Linked DNA regions of Rattus norvegicus: region 2 is linked to region 1. Evidence: chromatin contacts called from public Hi-C data. All regions are on one chromosome and are shown on one strand. Each heading gives the region's core, a stretch centred on a gene start, on an enhancer-like site or on the middle of the called end of the contact. The rest is flanking DNA. Distances are from core to core; before and after follow the strand shown. Region 1 has its middle 640 kb from the start of Foxg1. Region 2 has its middle 350 kb from the start of Prkd1.

The links. Hi-C and Micro-C count contacts between places; a contact is called where the count stands out from the background.
Region 2: a Hi-C map of frontal cortex shows a contact between it and region 1, with 3 times the contacts expected there. The contact joins two enhancer-like sites. A contact is called at or near these places in 3 of 12 Hi-C or Micro-C datasets (the A7r5 cell line, Schwann cells and frontal cortex).

The regions. Positions count from the first base shown.
Region 1 is chr6:73,037,317-73,044,182 of GRCr8, reverse strand. No RefSeq gene overlaps it. Among named protein-coding and RNA genes, the nearest start is that of Foxg1, 640 kb to the right of the region's middle. Within about 2 kb of position 4,457, at least 7 of the 93 cell types and tissues checked have an H3K27ac peak or open chromatin away from gene starts, as enhancers often do.
Region 2 is chr6:74,119,218-74,126,083 of GRCr8, reverse strand. No RefSeq gene overlaps it. Among named protein-coding and RNA genes, the nearest start is that of Prkd1, 350 kb to the right of the region's middle. Within about 2 kb of position 4,188, at least 12 of the 93 cell types and tissues checked have an H3K27ac peak or open chromatin away from gene starts, as enhancers often do.

The DNA.
Region 1 (6,866 bases), core at 3,208-5,707:
TCACCTTCCTGCACGGATTTGAGTGGGCATATGTTTTGGATTGCTAGGACCTTAATCTTTTCTTTTTCCTCATTATAAAGATTATGGGAGCAGCAGGTCTAAGCTTTAAATAGGATTTGCATACATCTTTGAAAGCTAATACTTTACATTGTGCTAAATGATAGTGCTCTTTAAAATTGGATGTGTTATGTTGTAAATAAGGTTAAAATGACAAAGAATCGGGAATTTTAGAAAATCCAGGCTCTTGTTACATTAATCGCAGGTTAGATACTATTTTATGAGAGAGCACAGTAGTTTAATGGATATTTGTCAATTTAAATTAAATTATAACTTTGGAGACAGTAACTTAAAAACTTAAAACAGTCATCTGATATTATGAAGTACATCTTATACACATTAAGAGATCTTAAAGCAAGGAAACTAAAGATAGAAAATATTGGTTCACATTTCAAACCACAATAAGTGTGAATCTAGCCTCAATTTAATAAAAAAACATATAATGTAACGTTCTTCCTTGGGTTAAATGTCTTACAATTGCTCGTGGATGGGCATTTGTTTCCCATTATTGGCCATTTTAATTGACTTATCCAGTAGTTATCTCATTTAAAGATCACTTATAGTATTTGGTGCTCTTCACTGAGTGATATACTCTGTTCCTGCCGGGCCTGAGAACAAAACAGTTTACATATTTTTGAACTTGATCTGAAAAGTGATTTAAAAATCCATATGGAAAATCTAATTTCTCAGAAAATATATACACACAAGCCTACTCAGAGGTGGCCAAAATAAATTTCATTTGCTGAGACAGGAAGGAAGCCGAGGCAAGAGAGTGAAAAAAATCGGAAGTAGGTACATTCTCTGATGGGGGGGGGGGTCGAAGCTCTCTTCTCCCTAGCGAAGATTGGGAGTGGACACGGAAGATTGGCATTGGAAAAGTAGAATGCTTGTGCTTTTCTTTACAGAAGCTTGCACTAAACATTCAGCAAACGAGGGCGTTGCTTTACATGATTCCTCCCTTGTTTTTCATGTATCAATTGGCATATGCTATAAACATATATAGACAACACATCCCTGCAGTTATTGTATTCCTGGGCCCCCAGGAAGATGAGCTGTGATAGACAAAGTGACCATGTTGAGAGCTCAGCAGATATTGCACTCTCTGGCTAGCTAGAGGTAACCCTGGACTTTGATTCTAGGCGAAATCTTGCAACATCTAGCCTAGGTGGAACTACGTTGGGACTTGACTAGTGCTTTTGAAGTACTAGTAGCAGAAAGAATCCTGTCTTCCAAATGTCCTGCTTTGCTGGAAGGAAACCTTCCTTCCACAGCTCCTGGATTTCAGTGAGGGAGGAGTCACAGCAAACATGGGGAGGACTCTGACCTTAGCTTGATACCAGAACCTGTACTTGTAACATCCACAAGTCCATGTTTAAGGATATCATGGTAGATAAATGATTGTTTAGAGTGAAGCCTGCGCCTCTTTTTTCTACACTATAGGCAGTAATTTGGCTGAGACAGTATCGTTCTGAGTGGTACTATCGCACACTACCTTTTTCTCACTTGAATTGTACTTTTGGCTGTCATTTGCGCTTTTGAATAAAGGTTTACATTAGTAGAGAATAACATAATAGCGTGTCTCCTTTTCCTGAGTTGATATACAAATTAAAAAAAAAGGATAAGGCCAAAACTCCTTTTGTCCTTGGAAAAATATGCCATCTGCATTTAGCTTATGATATTCAGCTGGGAACAAACTCCTAGCATAAGGATGTCGTTAATACAACCCTCAAGTTAAACTGTAAATTCAGAGTACTTAAAATGCCTTATAATAGTCAAAGCCAGTAAAATCGACCCTGTATATTTTTATTTCATCTCTGTTGGATCATATGATATTTAATAATTGGTTCTGGCACCTCGTTGCAAATTATTATAACTTTGAGATACAACAGTCCTATTGAGCATATGGGTAGCACAGGCTCCGTACATATATATGATACCGTCTCTCTAGAGGACCTTCTGTCTTGTTTTCCTTAGCTTGGAAGGGTCAGGTAAATTCTGTTGTGTCGTCATGTGTTAAGATTCTTCAGTCTCTGTTTTGCAGGGTAAATGCTTAATGCAACTGATTTCTCCCCCCACTAACTGTGAAAACTTTCCTCGCAAAGCCAAAAGAGACATCCATGCATCTGGGGTGCAGTTCTATTGAGCTGTTACTAAAGCAGTCACAAAATGCTTCCAGTATCAGTGCCTACGGATTCATTAGTGCAAGAAAGGTTTTCTTCCTTGATGCCATATTGTGTTCCAGTTTAACTACAAACTTCAAGACTTTTAGGAGTCAAGAGACCTTCCTTTGCTATTAGTAGCATATAATACTTCTTCCTTCATCCCGGAGAAGACGGGAAGCTGATGATAAAATACGACTGACTCCAAGAAACATTTCCTGGAGCGAAGCATTCCCCTTTCAGCATTATTTTTTTTTCAGCTCTACTCGATATAACACCCCGAGACAGAATTGGGAAGATCATCTCTAGCTCATATTCTGTCAGGGCTCTCTTCAGTATCCCTGATGCTTTGCCTTTGCATCTAGCCCACGAGCCAAGGTTTATTCGTGTATTATTTCACATTAATTGCTATAATGCTTAATGCTACATTCAAACATTAACACAGAGGCAGGTAATTACACAGTGAATTGTCCTTCCAAAAAGATGTCAAGATGGACATTGGTGGGTGGGGTGGGCTGAGGGTAATGACTTATAACTTATGTTGACATTTTGGGACAGAGCTGGTTCAATTTCTCTTGATTTCATTATAATACCTAATACTAATTTCTCTTTGTCTGTCATATAATTAGTCGTTATGAAGATGGCTCAGCTAAAAAGTTCATGAGGCAGGGGGTCAATAGTTATAGAAAATTTCCAGCATTACTCTTTTCCCATTGCTACAGCAATACTATATCATTCAAAACGGCATGTTGGTGCAAAAGAAACACCGCTATGCAAGTCTATAATTCTCCCCCATTGTGAAACTAAATATCTCATTCAAAAACAGTTTTGTACAAAGGCACTTTGTGTCTATACTTGGTTGCATGTGTGTTTTATCTAGATAACTGTAAAGAAAGTATTGGGAAGCTGGACATGTTGATACATGCTTGTGATTTTTGTACTAGAGATGCTGAGGCGGGAGGATCTTAAATTCTAAGCCAGCCTGGGCCACATAGACTCTGAATCAAGAAAAGAAACCAGTGTGACACTCTATAGGATGGTTTTCCCCTGTTGTTATGATTACAAAATCCATCTCCTAGTGAGCCACCCTACCTTTGAAGCTGCCCTAGAGGATCTCCTTCAGAGTTCACTGACCAAATATTAAGAACTTTGCTAACCCTGACAAGCAGCAAGGCAAGACACCACTGACCCTGGATGAGAATCAGGAAGCTACAGTTCTATTCCTACCACAGAGCTGAAAGTATCTTTTGCTACTGGGGGCTTGCCTTGCATCAGGGATTGCTTGCTTGGCAGCATATGAGCCAGTAGGTGGAGTGCTTGCTAACAATAATTGAATACGCAACTTCAACTTCAGATAAGTAGAAGCCACTTTTCCTGTTGTGAATTGCTAAAACCGTATGTATGCTGATTTCTTTCTTCAGTTATAATTATTTGGAGGGGGAAAAATCACCAAAGCAGGGTTGAGATGAATGCAGGACTGTAGTTATACAGTAGAATACAGGGGCAAACTGTCCCCAATCTCATTTCATCCTATGGTATAAACCTTACGTAAAAAGACAGTGTCTCAAATGCTCAAGTGTGCTTGATTCAGTATATAGATCTAAACACCTCTTTAAAATTTATTTTTTAGTATTTATGTTGTTCAAAGGATACACTACTATCGATGTACTGTACAGGGAAAAGCTTAAATAGAATTAATTACACGTGTTGATAATCATAGTAAATTCAACACCTTGGGGAAGAAAAGTTGCAAGAGATGATTCCAAAATAAAGTGTAACTTTCCTCTGAGAGTGCTTGTTTTCCTCCAAAAGAAGGCTTTCAAATGTATTTTAAAGCTACAGCTAGAGACTTGCTAACTGCATCACTCTAAATCTATCTATATCACACCTAAAGATGTTAAAGCAACATTTAGAGCTCCAAGGAGAAAACAAGCAACAGAATTTAGAAAGCAGGAACCACATGGAAACAAGAAAAGTCTTCAGTCATTTTTTAAGAATGTGAGCTACATGATGTGCGAGAGGAATATTTGAGGGTTTTTAAAAAGAACCTCATTCCTTATCGGGAACACTTGCATGTTTCATTCTGTGGCTTGGGAAACCTGTAGTCTGCACGGCTAGGAAAAAAAATCATTTCATTTAAAAAGGAAATTGTATAATCTGCAAGGCAGACGCTGCTGAACACTGAGCATTTCCACATTAACTTTTTAATCTAAAAATGATAAATTCTGTTAGAAATAAGATTTTAAGGCAAGATATCATGTTACGTAGTCCACGGTGGCTTTGACCTGTTATCCTCCTGCCTCAGCACTCCCCACCCCAGGCTGTGATTGTCAACATTTGCAACCGCAGCCATCTTTCAAAATAATTTCTGCCAGGACTCAGTTGTCCCTTCAATTGTGCCAGGATGTTCTCAACTCCTACTAAAATCGGGATAGATTTACGTTTCAAATATGTAACTTTTCCCCTCTGGTTAAGCAGTAGAGGAATAGAAGTGTTTATCCTGTTAAACCAAATGAAGCAGCCACAATTAATAATAGTCTTCACTATTTTCAACAGCTTTATTCCAAACAATGGCTCCCCAGTCCTTCTTTCAAGAGTAATCAAGGGCAAAATGGAACCGTCCTGAGGTCACAGAAAAAGAGAAGGAATAGCTACTGATAATTTCAAATTTAAAATTCTATCTCTTCCAATCTTGTGAAGACTAAATATTATTCATTTTCATAAAACAAATCATGGAATCTGGCCAGTAAATAAAAATGACAAATTATGAACAGAACTCATTTAAATAACTTGGCGAAGAAAAGGAACTTTGGGGAATTTATTTATTACAAACTTATTTTGAAATTGGAAAAATAGTGAGTCCTGGTATATTCCAACTCCATAAATAAATAAATAAATAAATAAATAAATAAATAAATAAATAAATAAATAAAAATTGTATGAGTATAGGTAGCTTGTGAAGCAGCTGCCAAGGCATTGAAAAACAAAGAATATGTTTATCTAATCTTTATCTTCATTTGTGTCTTTAGATTCTGCAAATAGCATTGTGCACACAGTTGGTATATTTATTTCTTTTATGTGAAAAATCAATTCACTTGCTTCCTTGCCAGTACCCATTTGGTCTTCCTTTTTCCATGGCTTTAATATGATACTTTTCCTTAGATACTGACTCACGTCATTCGCAGCCTGTGTTCATCCCTTGATGGTTGGGCAGCAATAGACTTTACTGAGAAATAGAAACCTCTTAGTGACTGATCTCCTCAAGACAATATTTTCCCTTACTATAAGCTGTGAAGAGGCCCTGTGAGTGCACTCTGAGTGTTGACTTGTAGAATGAAATGCTCTGCACACAAGCACACCAAAATATTTTGGTAAAAAGTAATTATCAGAAATTGTGATACTAGATCATTCATTCTCTGTATATCAGAGTGACACTTGACTTGTATGACTTGCCCATTTTTGTTCCAGACCCATCTGAAATAGGCAATTCAACTTAATGATGTCACAATATTTGCCAGGCTATGGGTAGTGAAGAGAAGACACTGGGATGCTCTTCTTGCTTGAGATTCCCTTCCTCTCTACACACAACCAGCCCATCTGTCTCACTCATACGGGAAACTTATCTTTGAAACATCACTCTATTATTATCACGGTTGTTCTTTAAAATTTGCTCCTTAACTTTAGATTGTGTTTTAGAAACTAGGTTTTCAAAACTCTCAGATCTTGTTGGCCAATTTAAAATGTTGATAGTAATATACCCTGGAAGCAGCTCATCTCACTAAAGAACGCAAAAGCACTACATTCCCATTCAGTTACTGGAGGATAACCTCTCTGTGAAATACAGATTGCCTACTTTTAAAAGAAATCACAACAAAGAATTCCACCCCTCCCAACCTCTAATATTTTTCCAAGTGTGAATTGAAGAGGACTTAGAGACAGATGGGTCTGGATGATCAAGTTACCTGTTATAGCAGCACATCTGCCGGGGCAGTCAATCACTGTGATGGCTCTGACAGGTCGATGGAGCCAGAGCAAGAGTGGCTAATGCAGACAGAAAGGCTGGGGAAGCACAGGCCTCCTGCTTGTCTCCTGGGCTTGGCTGGTCTGAAACCCGTACTTGAATTTGCTCTGGTTAAAAATCTGTCTATTGTGCAATGATATTAGATGAGAGCTTTGGGATCCCACTTTTTTGAAAAGCCAACATATTGAACACATATGATTGGGATGATTTGGTTAGCAATTCCAAGCTGTCAGTCAATATTTGGCCTTACTTGGGGCATGTGGTAGAACGTATGGGTGAAAAATATTAGAAAGGAAAGAGGTAGAAATTAATTTCCAAACTTAATTTTTCCCAAAAAATGTCAAATGAAGAAAGGCATAGAACACTCTGTCTGAAATGCCAAATTTTGAGAGCTCAGTACAATAAAAATTAGCATTGAATAGAACAAAGGCATTTCTTAGAATGTGGAGAAGAAAAACTAATAAAACTATGTAGGCCTGATTCCTTACTTTCTCTATATACATGATATTTTCCTCTGCCTTTCAATCATAAAGAGAATGTTTATCAACTCTAACAGATCCAAATATTTGGTAATAGTGCAAACAGAATATAAGAAACAAGCAACTGAGATTTCTCAAACAATTGCAAAT
Region 2 (6,866 bases), core at 2,939-5,438, 1.1 Mb before region 1:
GTACCCTTATAGTAAAATGAGGTCACCTTTGAAGCTGTTTTCATAGATTTTGTTTCAGGTCCCAGTTTATTTTTATTTTTTATTTTTTATTTTTTTTTTTTTGGTTCTTTTTTTCGGAGCTGGGGACCGAACCCAGGGCCTTGCGCTTCCTAGGTAAGTGCTCTACCACTGAGCTAAATTCCCAGCCCCTATTTTTTAAGCTGTATTTTTGATTGTGTATGTGTGTGTGTGTGTGTGTGTGTGTGTGTGTGTGTGTGTGTGTGTGTGTATATATATATATATATATATATATGCATGTGCACATACACGTGAGTGTTGTGCCAAAGAAGAACAGATGAGGGTGTTAGATCCATCAATTACTGACAGTTGTGAACTACATTGCATGGGTGCTGGGAACCCAACGAGGGTTTTCTTCAAGAGCAGTAAGTAATCTTAATGGCTGAGCCAACTTTCTCTAGCCCCAGCTCCCCTGAGGTTTGTCCACAGTTCTGTTTGCTACGTGTTACCTTCCTGACTGACTGCTTTCGTGAAGAAAGGCTGTGAGTGACTAAAATCTCTTTGGGTTAAAAATCATACTAAATATATGTTTCTTATGTATCTACATCTTTAACTGTTGACGTACCATATTTTATTTTCATTGTTTCTGTTGAACTTACACAGTATATCCACAATGTGGACAACCTTTGCATATGGTTTATGAAGCCAATTCTATTTCTTACATCTATGCATATTTTAGACATTTTATTTTGAAGATCAATTCTATTTTTCTCTGGATCAGAATTCTTTTAAATAGATAAGGCTCATAGACGTACTCTGTGGTAAAGAAACCAAGGGACAAGAAGGGTCAGCTGAGCATGAGCCTATCTAGCGTACTCATGGTCTGATGTCAAGGCTTCTTACTTGAAGTTTACAGTCAAGCACCACCACCCCTTTTTAGAGCCCAGAAGACAGTCTTCTGTTCTTTATCTCTCTGCTTTGAGTTTTTTGTGTTGATGAAAGTGAATTAGCAATCAGACCAAGTATGGCCACTTGGACCTCAGAAAACAAATCAATTGTTTGTGTTTCTTTCACTCTGAGACTTCCTGAGGGTTTCTATATACCAGCTTGGCAGAGCAAGCATCCCTGGGACCTCTCATTTCCGACTCAGGCAGCCAGCTGGGTGTTGAGAATACTTCCATGACTTCCAATCCGTCAATGCTTGAAAACATTTACTACAGAGAGGATCGCTGGCTCAGGGGAGACATTTGTCTAATTCAGCAATGGCGCTCTGCACTGCATTTCCAGATTAGGCCTCTCCTTGAAAACGATCTATTACAGGAGCAGTTTATAAAATTAAACACTTGTCATTATGCAATGCAAAATCCACGAAGCAACCAAATGTCAGGAATCTACATATTTAAGAGATGGGAGCTTTAGCATTTCTTTCCTGGCATGGATTCTGAGCAGTAAAAGGCCAGAGAAAAACATAGCAAATCACAAAGCTGTTTTGGAATGGACCGAATCGTTCCATTTTTGGAGTACATGGAGTTCTAAGAGCAAATTTTTCATAGTGAAAAATTGTTATCTGCTTGATTACCAGGTCTCTATGGCCACGCACAAAGTCAAGTGTAAGGTAACACCGGTGAAGTATGGCCTGGGCTCTTACAGCTGATATCCTAGTTAGGGGTGATGAGGAAATCCAGGTGGAAAAAGGAAGAGTGGTCCTTTTGACAAAAAAATTCCCTCCATAGCCACCTACATTTCCCCCCATTTTTTTTTGTGTGTGTGATCCATCTTTTCAAAGTGCAATTGCTTCTTTTGAATTTGAATTTCATGGTGTACAATACTACACCATGAAAAAATAAGCAAGCTGGATGCTAGGAACTTTCCTTAGATGACATACATAACGGAGTCTTGATCAGAATAAGGCCACACATTGGTGCTGTCCTAGCAATGTTCTTCATTGCTTCCAAATTTAGAGACCAGAAATACCAGACATCCATGTTAGATACAGGAGGATCAGGCAACTCAAGTTATTATTTAGTAGGCTAAATATCCATCTACTTTATTAAGTGTGGGCCAAAGATCTTGTTAGAGGCATCAGTTACTTAATTATCTAACATTGAGATCACCATCCACTGCCTGTGATTCGTTCTAACAGTGTAAGAACCCCACAGAACTCCACTGAGAGCTTTTGTGTCACACTCAGCAGCTCACCTCAAAGTGGTATCTGTGCCATGACATTTAGAGCCTGCCACTTTGCTATAGAGCCTGGCTTTTTATGTGGATGCAGGAACCTGAACTCAGGCCCTCGTGCTCTCATTGAAAGCAATTTATCAGCTGAGTCTTATCTGCACTCTCTGTATGTGCATTTTGAGAGATTAGTAAGGTTTAGTTTTTAGAAAGTATGAATGAGAATTCAGAGGGCAAGAAATGCTGTGTGCAAAAATATCCCTTTATAAGAAATGCCAGAAAGACAAAGCTGACTGAAACATGGGACATATTCAGAGAACAAGTAGAAGAGATCAGATGGAGTTAGAGTAGGGTCTATCATAGAAGCTATATGCACACCCACGTAGAAATGATATAAACAAGATAGGGAGAACCAATAGATGTGCTTGTGGGTTTGTACAGGTGAGTTGCATGAGAGCATAATGGCTGAAAGACTAACCACGATTCCTTTTTGATATGACTGGGCATAAGAGTTGAGTTAGAAGCCAAAGGAAGTTTGCAATCCTGGGGTAAAGCAATAAGGCCTTAAACATATTTTTCACTGGCAGAATATATAGATAAAGATGGGGGTCATATAAGTATAAACCCAATGTGTCCAAGTGGCTCAGCATCACTGAAATTTCAGGCTCCTGGTGCTTCAGACACGTTTGGCAAGGGTGAGAACCATGAATACGGGGATTACTAACTCAATGTAGATGGTTACAATCAACAGCCATTTTGCTGATAAAATGAGTGTAGTACGGACCTGGAAAGTGGTTAGAAAAACACAGTAGAAATGGATGATTTGGCTTCGTTTTTGAAGAAGGGGTATCAAGTGAACCACTCACGCCATTGTTGTCAAAATCATCACCATCACGAAGCCTGGACAGTTCCAAGGAGGGGTGGGTGAAAGTATTTATAAAGGTAAGCATATAAAATTCAAATTCAGATGAAGTTCATATTAAAAAAATAAAACATGAAGGGTGGAAGACAATGGGGGCATTTGACAAATACAAATAAACAAGTAGAAAGAAATTCAGTCGGGAGCTATGGCAAAGCAATGGATTCCAGAAGGGTAAAGGGAATTCACCAGAGTGAAGTTCCTTACAGGCTAAGTGGTGACTGACTGGAGACATGGATTGCCAAAACGCTGTTTAGAGAAAGACACAGCCAGTGTCAGAGTCTTCAGAAGTCAGGCTCAGAAGCATGACCCAGCCCTGGCACCCAGTTCCTGGGCTCTACAAAAAGGGCTGGCTCTAATTTGCACATTTAGACAATAACGCAAGGGCTTGGTGAATTCATTGCACTGGGGTAAAACATGGATAAAGAAATTTAGTGGTAGGAGGAATGTTGAAAGGATTGTGCAAAGTACTAATATTCTTACAGGAGGAGACAGGCATAGGTAGAGAAAGAGAAGCAATACAAGGAAAGGGTTAGTGGGTCCAAGGTTCTAGAAGGTCTGAAAAGAAAAGAGACTGTGTGGGCTAAGAGGCAGGAGGTGGTATCCACAGACACACTGAAAGGCTATTTTCTTTTTCTTTATCCACCCACTAACCAGTGCCTAATATAGTACTTTTAAGAATACTGTTTGTGTAACTGCAACATGCTAATTTATTAATTGAGGAGAAGAATGGTGTTTTGGAGACTCGGGCAGCGAAAAGGGGAGGAACTCAGAGGCAGACCTAAGGTCTAACTCGTGATACAAACCCTGTGTGCTGAGGAGGAAGAAAATTCAGAAGCTTCACTTTTGGATGCTGCAAAGAAAATGGCTGCTGCTTTAGTCAATTTTAAAGATAATGATTTTTTTAAAGCTGTCTGACTCATTTATACCTTCTACCCAAATTGAAGTAATAGGCCAGACATTCAGATTAAACTGTCCCTCCAGGAGGAAGAGACTTGCCAAGGAAACCTTGGCCAGATGGGAGCTGTAGAAAGAGGCTCAGAACTGAGAGCATTTTGCTTGCCCAGTCAGTTTGGATTTAAACCAGATGCCCCTAGGCTAGGAGGCCAGAGTTTTGTCAGTGAAGAGCAGGGATGTAAGCTGCTATTGTGTGAAAACAAGCTAGGTTGTGAGGTTGCGGGGAATATGGTCCAAGTATCATAAATGCATCTGTTTGATAATGCTCTAGAGAAGCTATTCCATAATACGTGCGCCTCGAGTTGCCTTTGTTTCCTGGTGAAGACACGGCCATGTCTTCACAAAAGCACTAGGTGGCAGCACAGGACATCTATTCAACTGTCTCTCACCGCAGGCTGCTGGAATTTTGACAGATACAAAACGGTACCTGTGGTTTTGTGTATAAAACTGGTATAACTGTTTGTACATTTAAAAACTGTAACAATAAATTAAACATAAGGGAAAGGGTTTGCTAATAAATACAGTGTTAGACTGCGTTTTTGTATACCAGGTGACGAGCTTGGGCATTCAAACCTGATTTGCGTAGGGGATGGGCAGGATGGGAAACTGGTTGAAGGATCTGCAAAATGTACATGCTGGGTGGTTGCAGCTCCCTTCAGGATTGTTGTTGGTCTGTCCATATGTCTGTATGCATTACACAGAGGTGAAAACTTAGGGAAGTGAGGGGTATGGTATGTCTGAACGTCTGGATGCAGTGATTCTAGGAAGAACGCATTCTGTGACGCCCAGCTCGTTTTGCAGAAGGTGAAAGTGTGAGCACATAACGTTTGTTTTACTTAAAGAGACACACATCTTACTCTTCACATTCTCACCTACTATTTAGAATATTTACAAAGTGGGCTCCTTAAACTCATGTACATCCTAGTCTATAGGGCTGGGCTCATTGTATGCCACCATATTTGTTTGTAGACTGGCACTACATTTTCTTGATCAAAACAAGTTGCTACCTGAGACACCAAGCCTGACCCAGCAAGGGCAGGCCATTTGACATGCTACCAAGACAGACACCCCAAACGTTTCAAAAATCCATGAATGGTTGAACCTACTTACCCTCGGAAACTCTTCTTCATGATCCCTAACTGAGCAATTCAAAGTCAAAGTTCTATTTTAATAGTAATGGCCAAAGCAAAATCTTCTTATTCATTTTCCTACTCAATAAATGTCTGTCTTTTCTTATTTGGCAGTCACATAATACTGAAAAATGAAAAAAGATAAAAATCGGAAACAAAATGAGTACTCAAATACCACATAACATCTCCTCTACTACAAAGACAATAATGACAGTCCAAGCTGTCAGTCTGGTATTAAACAGTCCACAGACACTTTCACTATTTAGTTCTCATGATAAGCCTATGTTCTGGATCGTTTTCTATAGGCTGAAGTTGACAAATAATTAGTAATGTGCTTATGGTTATTATCAGCATCCAAATGAGGTATGAACTAGCCATTGACTGGATGTTTTAAACTCTTTCCATGTTGTGCAACTATAAATTATTGAACAAGGGGGATGATGCTGGGTGTAATTGTGCTTGCTGTCAAGCCTGGTGACAGGAGTTCAATCCCTGGGACTCATGTGGTCAAAGACCTACCTCTGTCTTCTGCTTCCCACACATGTATGGTGGTACAGACCCCCCTCCATATAAAAACAAATGCCATAAAAATGCCATACATTGTAGTTGTTCTTGGCTTGTATCTGACAACATCTAAGTCTCAAAAATCTGGGTTAAAAGCGTATAAATTCAAGCACTGTGTGGTTATTTAGTGAGTAAGGTTTGGAAATCTAGCACTCTACTAACTCTGGAATAAGAAAGTGCTAAGAAAGGAAAAAAAAAACTTCCTTGGTTTGTTTTTGCTTAATTGCTTGTTTACAAATAAGACAACTGGTCTCTTTTTAACAGCATTCTTTTTCTCTAAATGTGGATTAGATTATTTTTTTCTGGTGAAGGAAAGTATCTACTTTATTGACTTTACATAAATAACTCTCAGGTCTTTTGTTTGCTCTCCTGCTTTTCTGTGTTTGGCTTCATGCAGAGTCCTCACCACCTTGCAGACATCTTACTTATTTGTTGAATGAATGACAGCATTTTACCTTGTCTATTGGATTCATTTGGTCCACTTTTCTCTCATTCCTGAGTTCTTTAAGTTTAAAGTTCAAATCAGAACTTTCCTCTAATTATGCTGCATAAAGTTGTCCCCAAGTTGCCTTCCAGTATCAGTGACCTCCTCTGTCCATGTAAGCAAGTTTCCCAGCAGAGTATCACATCTGGAAGGGGGTCTTCTCATTATCTCATACTAGGTTGCTAAATCTCTAAGTTCTGTGTGATCGTGCCTTCTGCAGTGGCACAGTCTAGGTCAAGCTCATCTATAGGCACCAGGGCACGGGGAGTGGAGCAGAGATGTATGTACTGGTCATTCAGAGACAACAAAGAGACTGTGTTGCCTTATTTTCAGAGAGTTACCCACTTTAGTGAGATGAGTCTACCTCTTTTTGAGCTGGTCACAAAGGGCCAGTTGTAGAAAACCACTGTCCGAATTGGATCATAGTGCTACAGGAGAAAATGCCAGGTGTAGGCTTTGTAGAGTCTAGAAGCTGAACACACAGCCTGTGTTGTGACTCAGATGCAGAGACAACACAACAAGGGGCTAGTTTCCTTTGACTTGTTGTCCAAGGAGAATACTTTATATACCCAGTGCTTTTAAAAACAAGTATTCAACAGAGACATTGGTAATCTTCTCCTGCCTTCTGCGTCTAGAAGTC